Regions from separate parts of the Mus musculus genome. Here region 1 is linked to region 2. Evidence: chromatin contacts called from public HiChIP or PLAC-seq data. All regions are on one chromosome and are shown on one strand. The core of a region is the stretch at or near the end of the contact, and the rest is flanking DNA. Distances in the headings are between cores, read along the strand shown.

Region 1 (6,324 bases), core at 3,700-6,199, 43 kb before region 2:
GTTCTGACATTATCAGTTATTAGAAAGTTGTAAATTAAAGCTGCAGCAAGGTGCCACCTTGCAGCCAGAAGAAAACGGAAAGTAAAATGGTTGACAATACTAAAAATGTATTCTCATCTTGCTAACAATGTCTATGAGAAACCATGTTGGGAAAGTTTTGAACACATGCACACACATACACACAGAATTAAATATTACCCTTCACCCAGCAATTCTACTCCTGTCTGGATTAGAGAAATGTAACAGATGCACACAAAGTGATTTGCTGGTAGCAGCTTAGTTCACATTACTTAGTGAATTGAGTGAATTTTCTACTAGTTCATAGAAAACATAAATGCCCACCCACAACAGAGAGTGGATAAGTTGAGCCATGTTTATATAATTGAACCTACTTAGCAATAAAAAGGAATGAATTCTTAATATCTATACCATTGAACTATGGTACACATACTCATATACATACATATTGTTAGGGTTCAAAAATCACTGAAGAAAGGCCCCAGGCTCAAATACTATGCAAAGACAAAGAGTGTTTGTTCTGCAGAAACAACCAGCATGCTAGGGTCACCACTGCTTCTGAATGGTGACCCAGATGAAGACATTCGAGCCCCTTTTATAACAGAACGGCTTAGTTGCTTCTGAGGTAACAAACAGACTTCTAAACCCTAGAGCACATTCCAAAGGGTTATAAATATCATTAACCAAATGTCATAAAGAAGGAGCTAAGGATGCAAGGACACACGGGTGCAAGGACAAGGAATATAGTATTGACTGGGTTTATCTATATAAAACTTCAAGGACAACTTATAGCTTTTAACTCTCCATGAATCTGTAAGCTAGTAACAAATGATGAATGTTTAGCCAGATAATTACTCCTAGTGACTATGCATGTAGTCTTTCTCTGTTATAAACCTCTTATTCAATTTATGACCCGAATTTATGTGTAAACTTATAGTGAACTTTTTACCATGTGATCACATACTCTGAAAGTCATACAAGTGCTGAAAACAAAGAGCAGAGACAGGCCTCCCTCCCCTTTTCTTCCTGAGGATTCAACTTAGAGATGAGCAATTCCTGCCTCCTGCTGAGATAGAACAAGGGCTACTTTACCTAGCTTCCTGCTGTTTTACTATGAGGTGCTAAACTGCAACTTCTCACCTCAGTGCAATCCAGACAGGCAGATAATCTGCAGAAGCAAAGTACCTTACACTTAGCATGAGTAGCAAGTGGTTTATGGCCTAGTTTCTAGTGGAAACAAAATGGGATAAAAAGGACCCTTCAATATACACAACATAAAGAAGTGTTTTAAAAATTAAAACTCAGTAAGAAGACAGTTTGTGGTGGGAAGATGTGAGTAGAGGACAAATCCAGGTTTCATTTCTCAGAAGTCACTCCCCTTGTTCATTAAGACAGGGTCTCTCATTAGCTTTGAGCTCATGAAGTAAACCAAACATCCCAAGGAATCCACTTGACTCTGCTCACCAGAGCTGGAATTATAAGTGTGCCCCACTGAGTGCAGCTAGAGTGTGTGTATGGGTGTGTGTGTGTGTGCGTGCATGCACATGCTAAATAAACACAATATTTTTTTAAGTAAATGAGCTTCCAAATGGTCTATCCAGAATGTCAGAGCATCTTGACTGAACATGACACTTGTTCAGTGTTGTTCTAACAGATTTCCCTGGCTCAAAGACTATGAGTATGAGAACTGTCAGCTTCCTCAGCTGAGCAGTGGAGTCAGAGAAGCAGAATGTAGATGGTCTAGTTCTTAGTCTGCAATGAAAAGATTCATCCATGAAGACACACTGTTATTGGTGACTATTGGGGAAAGAAACCCAATACAAACTAGCTTAAGTCCAAAACATACTATATTAGGAGGCTGCTGAGATAGTTTACAATCAAAGAGGGGAAATGCTGGAATCAAGAATAAAAAGGAAAGCCCAGGGACCAGAGTGCTGAGCTCTCTCCTCTCATCCTTTCTCTAGATGGCTCCTAAGAGATGCAACATTAATGATGCCACCCTTGGGATGTAGGTGTGTCTTTAAAATAGATTAGGGAAGAGTCATGGTTATTTTTCTGAGCTCATTAAAATCACCCCTCACTTGCAGAGTTATTTCTTTCTCTTTTTTCTTGTATTATACTTGCTATATTCTCTCTCTCTCTCTCTCTCTCTCTCTCTCTCTCTCTCTCTCTCTCTCCCTCCCTCCCTCCCTCCCTCTCTCTCATCTTCAGGTGACATTAGCTTCTTTACTGATATAGGACCTCTCATTGACTTCATGCTCACTGAGTAGGCTAGGCTGCCTAGCCAAGGAGCCCCCAGGAATGTAACCCACCTTTGCTCCCCAGTCTGGGAACCAAGTGTACTCCAATGCACCCAGCTTTCTTATGTGGGTTCTGGGGACCAAATCAGGTCCTAGAGTTCACAAGGCAAAGACTACAGTGACTGAGCCATCTCCCAGTCCCTAAATTTGTATTAAAAACTATTCTTAAAAGACACATCTTCTTTATTTAGGTATAGTGGCACACATCTCTAATTCCAGCACTTGGAAGGCAAAACCAGGTAGAGCTATATGAGTTTGGGGGAGACTGGTCTACACAGTGAGTTCTAGGCCAGTCAGGCCTAAAAGCTATCACCTTAATAATTTTCCTAAAACAAATTACTTCATTTACCTCAATCTGTCCTGTGTTGTCATATTTGATATTTTTTTAACCTTTATTTTTATGTAAGTGGACTTTCTGCTTACAAATATGTTTGTTTACCATGTCTGTGTGGTGCCCAAAGAGGCCAAAGAATGTGTTAGATCCCCTGGGACTGGAGTTAGAGACAGTTGTGAGCTGCCATGTGGTGCTGAGAAATGAACCCAGGTCTTCTGGAAGAGCAGACAATGCTCTTAACTCTGGAGGCATCTCTCTAGTCTCCATGCTGACATATTTGTAGGTTGAGTGCTCCTCCAGATAGTCTTCCTTCATCTGAATTATATCTCATTTATATTCTTATAATATAAATTATATCTACTCTTGAGTACCATTACATCTTATTTATGTGAACACCAACTAAGAGATTTACTGTGAACATTATTTTCTATTGATTACAAACAACAAGATTTTTTGAATGATTTTTTTAAAAAAAAGATTTATTATGTATTCTGCCTGCATGTGTGCCTGTAGGCCAGAAGAGGGCACCAGATCTCATTATAGATGGTTATGAGCCACTATGTGGTTGCTGGGAATTGAACCCAGGACCTCTGGAAGAGCAGCCAGTGCTCCTAATCTCTGAGCCATCTCTCTAGCCCCTTGAATGATTTTTTTAAAAGTATGCATATGTGAAGATCCCTTGGATAGGAGCTACAGGTGGCTCCCAGATGTCTGATGTAGGTGCTGAGAAGCAAACTCAGGTCTTCAAAACAGGTATTCTGTGGTATATGTGTAATGTTTGCTTGTTGAGCTGAATTGGCCTGTAATAGCCATCCCCTACCCCCACTCTTCTGTCTTGTGCAACTGTGAAGAGAAACAGCTGCACTCCTGGGGATGTTTCTATAGTACTTTCTCTGGGGATAGAGGGACTCCTTCACAGCCCTGCCTTCTGGAGACAATGTAGCTCTTAAGAGGCAGCTGGCACACACTCTGGCCAGAATAATGCTACCCAGGATACGGCTACCTAAGGAGAACAAGATTGCTACACAGGTTCTGATCTAGGAGCACACCCAGAGGTTTGGCAGGGTCAGTGACAAGCAGTTAAGGCACTATGTATCAATCAGTGACCAGCTTTTCAAAATGACTCTTAGTGACTTGTGTGATGAATTTAAATGTGGAGGGCTGGGGGCAGAGACATAGTTCATTTGATAGGGTGCTTTCCTGGCATGCATGAAGCCCTGGATTTGACCCTCAGCACCCTATAATTCAAGCACAGTAATACACACTAGCAGTCCTAGCAGTCTGTTTAGGAAGTTCAAAGTCACTCAGCATCCTAGTGAGTCCAAGGCCAACGTGGGCTACAGGTGCCCTTGTCTCCAAAACACATACACATATATACATGGAAGGTTGAAAATAACTGGACAAAGTGAAGTCAAATGTTTCAGACTGTCTGGTAGAAGATACACAAAAGCCGCATACCTTGGGGGCTGCTAGGCGGCCACAGCCATCATTTTCTAACTCAAAACCATCTTTCTCATTTTTTACTACAGGTGCACGACTTACTCGACAAAACAAATCATGGACTCGGCACATAAATGCATCTTTAGAGGTCTCCACAAGAAGAAAACAAAAACGAGTTGTTTTCCCTGGTGGTACAGCCGCCACTCGGCACCGAAGCATGGAGAAACATGATGGAAATGGCGTCGGCAGGAAAGTGTGCTGTTAGTGTATTAGCTAGGCTAACCTAGACTTTGAAGCTATTCAGAGAAAAAGCAGTCATTTGCAGTGATTTCAGTCAACCGCTCTCTCTATCATTTTGTGTAATTAGGGGCAGCCATTTTCTTGAAGGTAGCCAAACACGCAGAAACACCGCCCCGCCCCCACAGCTCCGTTGCTGCAGCCATCAGAAAGTTAATGGTCTCCAGACAGAACAAGTCACCGAGGCAGAGGCGACTTCAGCACAAGACGTGAGCGTAACCAAGTGGAGAGACTGGGAGGCTGACATATGCGGTCCTCAATGTGGACAGAGGAGAGATGAGTGGCAGGGCTGTTTTCTAAACGTCCTACCTGTCAGTCACCTTGTGTCAAAGAGCCCCCTTTGGATATCCGGCCCCTTATTTTTATCTCTGGAGATCAGAGCCCCTCAGGATTCAAATACTTATGTATTTTAACATGTCAGCGGAGAAAGTGACAAAATGAACATTTCCTGCCACCCAGGGTGAAGAGAATTTAAATATGTAATTGCTTTCAGCAGCGCCTTTGTTCCAGCAATACCCTTTTATCTTCTGTTCTTAGAAATGACTTTATTTACCCCAACTCCTTCCCACCGGCCTCCACCACAGGCGGTTTTCAAAGCCTCCGCAGCACTGAGCTCTGCTTCATTAGCGTTTCCTGTCTCAGCATCTCTGATGGTATCTGAAAACTGGGGAATGAAGTTTGTTCCGACATTAACCATCATTGAGAACTAACAGCTAACGGATTCTGTCGCCTGCTCTGGGCTGACACTGAGAGCTTTAGAAATAGAGCGTCTTCCAGGTAGCAGGACTGCCTGCTGAGCTGGCTCCGTGGTATGCTGGCCCAGCAGACGCTCCTAAACGGAGAGCAATCCCTACACAGTTTAGACTTTTTCCTGTTGATGCCGGTTTCAATGAGACACGCAAACGCTATTCCCACCCTGCCTGCCCCACAGGCTTCATGCGGTATAGGTTTTTGGTTGATTGGTTGGTTGGTTGGTTTTGTTTGGGGGCTTTGGATTGTCATTAAGATGTAAGGGATCTGTGTGTGTGTGTGTGTGTGTGTGTGTGTGTGTGTGAGAGAGAGAGAGAGAGAGGGAGGGAGGGAGGGAGGGAGGGAGAGAGAGAGAGAGAGAGAGAGAGAGAGAGAGAGAGAGAGAGAGAGAGAGAGAGAGAGAGAGACTGAGACTCTATGTAGCCTCTAGCTGGCCTGGAACTTTGCCACGTAGACCAGGAATGGCCTCACATTCAGAGATCTGCCTACCTCAAAACATGAGTGATCTTTTTCCAGCCATCCTGAGACAAGTCCTGGCTCTCAATTCAATGTATACAGCTCATCATAAAAATAAGAAGAGGAAAAGGAGAGAGAAGAGAGAGAAAAAAGACATACATTAAAAATTAATTCTCTTGTCATAGACCTGTTATTAATAATGATGGATTTTGACAATAAAAAAAAAATCAAGCTATTGCCTGGCATGAGAGTTTCCCAAATGATTTTATCAGTGGTTTTGTTTATCTGAGCACTGAAAGGCTGGCTTCTCCAGAGCTGTAGACTGCCAACACAGCCTCCTTGGATCATATCATCCAAACTCATTGTGTCTAAAGACCATAGAGTCACCCAGCCCGCAAGTCACTCAACTGCCAATTCCCTTTACCATCAACTCACATTTACTTTATGTTGGATCAGTTTCTTAGGAGTAAAACAAAATTATTCTAAACTATAAAATTAACCAGGTGTGGCAGTGCATGCCTTCGATTCCAGCATAGGCAGGTGAATCCTATGACTTCCAGGACAGCCTGGTCTATTAGTGGGTTCCAAGTCAGACAGGGCTACATAGTGGGACGTGTCTTATAAAAAAAGAAAGAACCAAAACCCCCCAAATAATTCCCTATCTTTCAAGCTACTTTCTCACTCTCTCCCCCCCCCTGTCTTTTCTATCTTTCTGTTCTGTCTCATCTC
Region 2 (6,731 bases), core at 2,789-5,288:
AGAAGAGAAAGGAGTGTGAGGGGAAGAGAGACACCGTGAGTCCATGTCAGGTGATGGAAGCCATCCGAGGAATACAACAAATATGCATAATGTAGATCAGCTGAGGAAGACTGTGCAGGTCAAAGTGGGCGGGCAATGAGGGCATTGCTGGAGCGGCCAGATTCAAAATTATGCATTTGGTTGGCTAAGAAAACAGGCATAGTTTTTACAGAAATTGAGAAGACCAACGATGTAGCTTAACGGGCTGTGAATAAATGAACTGAATATTTGAGACATGGCTGGAAAGACCATCTTTGGATGACCACTCTTCTTGGACTTCTCTCCCTTCTTCTTTCCTTCCTGTTTCTTCTTCAGTTGCTCTTGTAAACACCATCTGGTACTAAGGACAGTCAATCAGTCTCTTTGTTACTATGTGTGTGCGTGCTTGCACATGCTGTTAAGTAGAGACCAGAGGTCAACCTCTGGGAGCAGGCTCTCCTTCCATTGTGGCAGGGATGGCACTAAGGTAGGTAATCTGGGATTTCTGCAAACTCTCTCTCTCAATGGTTCCACTGGTTTCCTTTTAATACCCTAAATGTTTTCTTAGACTTTTAATTCTTTGCTGCAATCATGCTAATAGGAACCCACTTCAACATAGGCTATCCAGCTGCTTAACCCCAATCGCTAACTTTCCAGACTACTCTTCAAACCCATTTTAGGATCAGCATTACCAACACTGCAAGGACACTCACTTTGTGCCCCCACCCAAAAGTCTGTTCTTGGGAACATTTAATTGTCCATTTGGGGTAACTTCAAAGGTGTTGCTAGTTGTTCTTCCATACTACAGTCTTTGTGGCACACTATAACTCTGACACTCTGCACTTGACTCTCACTTAAAATAATGGAGAGTTTATGTGAAGGCTTTCTTCTTTCCAAAGGAAACACAATAAACCCTGTTACATTATCTCTCAACCAAAGCCTGAATCCTGATGACCATGTATACACCAGAACAGAAATGGAGTCTACTCCCTCTGGGTCCTCCCTAGCACAGATGTACTTTTAGATTTTGGGGTGCTGAGTACTTGAGCCTGGTGTTGTAATTAGCGCCTTCTTTCAAGCCAGTGTCCTCATTTCCTGTGGTTCTAGCCTTTTTTATCTAAGACTTTTTAATCCTTACTTTCCAATGTCCACCAACTTGAAGGAAAAACGACTTTTTAGTACAGAATTGGACATCAAATGGCAAGACAAGAAGCCCTTGAGCCCTATTTAACACTTTTAGCATTTGATAACGTCAAAAGGACTCAGCCTCTCCTCAGTTCCCTGGCAGCTTAGTGCCTTGAGGTGGCCTTTCCTGACAGGACTGCACTCTTCCTCCAGCTTCACCTCACTATCCCTACCCATAGTGTACATGTGGACTTCTTTCCTCAATCATTTGTTTTGATTAAAGCTCTGCTAACTTCCTTTTAGTTATCTGGGGTAGTAGCTACTGTAAGTGGGTGTCTGTGTTGCAAGTTTCAAAGAGCCTCAGCTAAAAGACCTTGGAGAATCCCCCTCACTTTCAGACTACCCAGCAAAGAAATTAAAGTACAGTATCCTTCTTACAGGCTGGTGTGGTAATCAAGTAACACAGTGTAAAGCGCCATGTGAGCAAAGCCACCTATCTACCTTGTACACTACTTAATTCTAAGTGCCTGATCCAGGCAACAGCAAGCACAGAATTCAATCAGCTCACCCTACTGAGCAACACCCTCTAGCACAATGCCACACTCAATTAAAAGTAGCTAATATTGCCAGTATCTTCCCTTTGTCACAATTTCCAGTCTTCTATATGTCCACTACATTTTCCTCTGCAGATGTGGTTCTAAAAATCCCAGTGCAGCATGTGGCAGTCTGCTTTATCTCATTTTAAGTAAGTCCAAGGAGACAAGGGTCTGAAAACAAAACAAAAATCCACAAACTTCCTCCCAATACCACTTAGGGGAATACATGGTTAAGGGAAAATAGCATAGGAATGATCAGCCACTTAAGAGAACCAGAACACAGTTAACATGGGAAGCCATCTTTACCGCTTAATAAAGAGTGGCATTACTCTCCCTAATAAGGTCTAGTGTGGCTGTTACCTATTAGCTTCTCCATCCAGAATGCACTTCTGGCTCTTGATGTATGAAGTTCACCTGCTGTTGGGTACACACCTATCACTGGGGACCCTTACGCAGGATTTCCAGTTCTAGAGCAACCTGGGCAACACAGCAAGGGCATTTCAGTATAAAATCATTCTAAGATTGATAAAAACAAAAGATACCAAGTGATCACAGTGAGCAGAAAACAAATGTCAAGTGACAGTGATTGACTTAGGTCCCACCAGCATATTTTGTGACAGTAGATTCACACTAATAAAGTTGGGAGTTGATTAAATAATATGGCCCATGCAAATGTTCATTTGAAGTCTTTGGAAAAGTATGCTGTACATTTGGCTTAACTTGGAAAAGTACTTGTTTTTAGTATGTTTAAGATTGGAGTCTGGGGGCTGGTGAGATGGCTCAGTGAGTAAGAGCACTGACTGCTCTTCTGAAGGTCCTAAGTTCAATTCCCAGCAACCACATGGTGGCTCACAACCATCTGTAATAGGATCTGGTGCCCTCTTCTGGTGTGTCTGAAGTCAGCTACTGTGTACTCACATATAATAAATAAATCTTTAAAAAAAAAAAAAAATTGGAGTCTGACCAGACCTGGTGGAGCATGCCTTTAATCCCAGCACTTGGGAGGCAGAGGCAGTCATGTCTGTCAACTTCAAGATAGTCAGAGGTACAAAATGAGACACTCCACCCCCAAAGATTGGGAGTCTATAGATATTTCTAAAACAAAACAAAACAAAACAGAAGGGGGGTGTAGTTAGGTGGTGGGGAATGGCAATGTGATAAAGGACATTTTTCCTCAACATGAATTCAAGGGTAGTCACGGGTAGAGAGGCTTAAATTAGAAGCCCCAGAGAATCAGGGAGGATTGTAGAACTCAGACACAGCTGGATTCCATACTGAGCAGCTTACTCAAGCCTGGTGTATGGCTCGCGCCTGTAAACACCAGCACCTGGGAGGCCCAGGCAAGGGGGAGTTCAAGACCATCCTTAATACACGGCAAGTCTGCACTATAAGACTCTACATCATTCACAACTAGTCACCTAGCTTTGTGACTACTTAAGAAAAGCCCTCCTGGCCTCTTCTTGGCCCCACATGGATGGATATTAAGCCCCTCGACTATGTAACAAACGGCTAGCCTGTAACTCAGAGCCTGCTTTCCGAGTCTTGAGATTAAAAATGTGTGTCACTATGCCCGGCTAAACTTTTCTTTGGTAGCCTATATTAACCGCCCACATCGGTGAAAATGCGTAAGAATAAAACTGCCGTCACACCAAGACATGATTTTTGGAGAGGCCTTGTTTGTAAGCTAAGTGAGGGGAGGCATTCGTTCTACGCTGAGATTCGGGTTGCGAGAGCAGTTCCCAGTGCAACCAGACGCTGCTGCAGCACACTTCTTAAGAGGTCGAGCTTGACGCCTGGGATCGGGTAAGGCGAGAATCTGCCTTGGCGGCTTCGGCTCCGGCTGCGGCCACCGACAGGGACTCGACGTCTGTCGGCCCGAACGCTGGGTCGCGCTGGTGGCCGAGGTCCCGGCTGATTCGGATCCAGCCTAGTAACCAGGAAGCTATCTCCGGAGACCATTGCCCAAGCCATGGCCGACGGGTTGAGATCTCCTTGGGAGGATCGGTGGGCCATCCTGTTGGCTTGATCGCCGGCGGACAGCGACACCGAGTTCTGGGCCATCTTCAAACACCGCCTGCAGTGTTTGCTAGACGTATGTCGATCAAACTGGGCCCTCGGCGGCGCCGCAGGTCACTCCAGCCCGCGTCAGACGCAACCGTTACCAACCCCAGTAGCCATTTTTCACGCAACGGCGGAAGGAGCAGCCGCCGGAAACGGGCGCTTGTCCCGCGCGCGTGCGTAGCTCGTCTGCGCTCGCGCACGGCGGGCCTTTACGTCGTGACGTCTGAACGGGAGGACGTGAGTGTTTCTGAGGGTGCGCAGTAGGGTCGGTCGGCCCTGAGCAGGCAGCCTAGGCCTGGGACTGGAACAGCGCGGAGATGGGGGCGGCGGCCGCAGAGGCCGACCGCACTCTGTTCGTGGGTAACCTGGAGACGAAGGTGACAGAGGAGCTCCTCTTCGAGCTGTTCCACCAGGTAAGGGGCGGGCACGGTCCTAGGGCGGCTGTGGCATTCACAGGCCGGGCCAAGGAGCGGAGCGCGCCGAGCCGGAATTCCGCGGCGTTCGGGCCGAAAGTGACGTCGGATGATGGGGACATCTGCGTCTCCACCTTGGAAAAGTCCAGGGATCCGAGGTGGAACCTCAGTACTTGCTTTCCTCTTTCCTGTGTACCGTGCCTTCCCATTTGAGTTCATTGGCCTTTGCCGCATCGTGCAGGATGTGTTTCCGAGTCTATCCGCTTAACTTCCGTGTGAAATTGCAGACGTTAAAGTGTTTTAAAAACTCCATAAACATAACGCAGGAAAGCAGGACTGGCATGCTTAAATCTACCAGTCCTGTACCTTCTTGCTTTAAGACTCAATAGTTGGTTATATTTGAGTAATAGGTGCGGAAGGTTTTTTTTTTTTGTTTGTTTGTTTTGTTTTTGGTTTTTGTAATCAAAATAATCCACTTTGCCTTGTAAATGTTCGTTTCCATGCAGTGGGAAAATGATAGCTGTTGGTTACATTGTTAGGACATCACACAGTCATGTGAGATGGAGATTTTATACTGTACTTCCCATTCTTTGTCAATATTACAAATAATGTCCGAAAAAACTTGCCCCAAATCTCGGTTTCAGTCGGAACTAGAATTATTCTTCCTAAAAGGAAAGTAGATGTCCAGCCCCTGCCTGGACATTTTGTTTTTGATGAGGTCTTGATTATGTACCTTTTGTTTAAAACTTGTGTTCTCTTCTTTATAGTATTTGAGGCAGAGAGCCATATAGTATTTCTTGGTAGCCCTGGAACTCCGAGGCTGACTTAGAGCTGGTCCTCCTGCCTGCATCTCCTGACATCTGACCATACAGGCATGTGCCACCATGACAGGCTTGCATTTCCATTTATTTCTGAAATTTAAATGTCTTCCTGAAATTGCCTCGTTTTAAGTTCTGAATATTTTTCTTCGCAGGCTGGGCCGGTAATAAAAGTGAAAATCCCGAAAGATAAAGATGGCAAACTGAAGCAGTTTGCATTCGTGAACTTCAAACATGAAGTGTCTGTTCCCTATGCCATGAATCTGCTCAACGGAATCAAACTTTTCGGGAGGCCTATCAAAATTCAGTTTAGATCAGGTAATGGCTCGGTATTGTGGTAATAGGGAGAGGGTTTTTGGCTTCTTTTGCTTTCACTTTACTATTCCGTTTGGTTTTTGAATCAGGGTTTGGGGTATTTCTAGGCTAGTTTCAGACTCACTGTGTAAGGCATGTGTAGCTTTGAACTCTTGGTCCTCTGGGTATACCTCCCAAGTGCTGGGTTTGTAGGTGTCAACTCTATACCAGACTAATATTTTAAAAATTAGGGAGTAGGGAATTAATTATGATGGAAATACTTTAAATTTTGCTATTTCCTGTGGCCAGGTTGGCTGTTTCTTCTTAAAGTAGTATCATGTTTGAAATGCTTTCTTTTGCATTTCTGCTGTTATGTACTTAAGAAACTGTGAGGCAGTTCATAGCAATTTGAGTTTAGTTTGCGGGGAGTTGGTGTTGCTTTTAAGCTGTTTATCTCTTTTGGAGTAATTTAGATAGGAAGGAACATTTCAAATTATTGTTGGGCTTTTTGGTTTTCAACTAGAATTTTTGAAATTGCTTCATTTTAGGAAGCAGTCACGCCTCTCAGGATGCCAGTGTGTCATATCCCCAGCATCATGTTGGAAATTTAAGCCCAACCTCCACATCTCCTAACAGGTACTGTTTCTCATTCACTATTAAAGTCATTGATCAGAAAATTTCTGAGGTCAAGACCTTAGAGTGCACCAGTGAACAGCTTCCTTCATGATGGTTCTGCTGTTGGGTTGCTGCCTGTGCTAGATTCATGGAATGCTTGTTTTCTAAGGAAACTGGAGGCAGATAGATTATGTGGTTCTTTTGCACTAAATTAAGTAGAACTTTTATATATACATTGGTAACATGCATACTCATGTCCTACCCACATGCCCATGAATGGACTTGAAACAAGAAATGTTATTTATTACAACAGTACTATACTGTATCTTACTCCCCAAAGTGTTAAAGTTTCCAATTACCTCTGTAGTAACCTTATCACTGCTAGTAGTTCTTTCCTGCCTTTTAAGATCACCAAGTGCTTAGTGGGCTGACTTAATAGAACTGGAGTGTAGATCTCTCTCTGCCAACTGAGTCTTTAGCTTAATTTCTCTGGTCCTGTCCTTTGCAAGGAAAGAAAGATGAATAAAATGAGCTCTGAAATCCCTGTAGCTATTGAAGGTTAGAGATAGTACAGTATTTACCTAACTCAGTTTGTTTGCTTTCGTGCTGATATATACATATAGATTTTTGGTTTTGTTTGTAAATTCTGTAGAGCCATAATATGCCCATTCAAAAATCGATTTCACTTAAGAAAAATTGAACAAGGCGGGCGTGGTGGCCCACGCCTTAATCCCAGCACTCAGGAGACAGAGGCAAGCGGATTTCTGAGTTCAGCCTGGTCTACAAAGTGA

Evidence for each region. HiChIP or PLAC-seq counts read pairs in DNA pulled down with a chosen protein or histone mark.
Region 1: an H3K4me3 HiChIP or PLAC-seq map of the SCID.adh cell line shows a contact between it and region 2, with 38 read pairs. The contact joins the enhancer-like site here to the promoter of Rbm7 in region 2. A contact is called at or near these places in 7 of 39 promoter capture datasets (the C10 cell line, the HPC-7 cell line, cranial neural crest and 4 more), 1 of 15 datasets of contacts at CTCF or cohesin (CD8 T cells), 18 of 484 Hi-C or Micro-C datasets (3T3-L1-derived adipocytes, CD4 T cells, CD8 T cells and 11 more), 15 of 115 datasets of contacts at active chromatin or transcription factors (the 230-238 cell line, CD8 T cells, the HPC-7 cell line and 7 more) and 2 of 9 other capture datasets (adipose tissue and liver).

Annotation. Positions count from the first base shown.
Region 1 is chr9:48,537,111-48,543,434 of GRCm38.p6, reverse strand. It overlaps a transcript of Nnmt not described here. Among named protein-coding and RNA genes, the nearest start is that of Gm5617, 45 kb to the right of the region's middle. Within about 2 kb of position 4,949, at least 53 of the 459 cell types and tissues checked have an H3K27ac peak or open chromatin away from gene starts, as enhancers often do. A contact at or near this core is called in the 230-238 cell line, CD8 T cells, the HPC-7 cell line and 5 more, where this site is marked.
Region 2 is chr9:48,492,637-48,499,367 of GRCm38.p6, reverse strand. Rbm7 (RNA binding motif protein 7) reads left to right here and starts at 4,038. Exons shown (of 5, transcript NM_144948.5): 1 at 4,038-4,213; 2 at 5,187-5,349; 3 at 5,874-5,961. The coding sequence starts at 4,118. It overlaps Gm5617 (predicted gene 5617), which reads right to left and starts at 4,025. Exons shown (of 1, transcript NM_001004191.3): 1 at 3,393-4,025. The coding sequence starts at 3,800. The coding sequence ends at 3,447.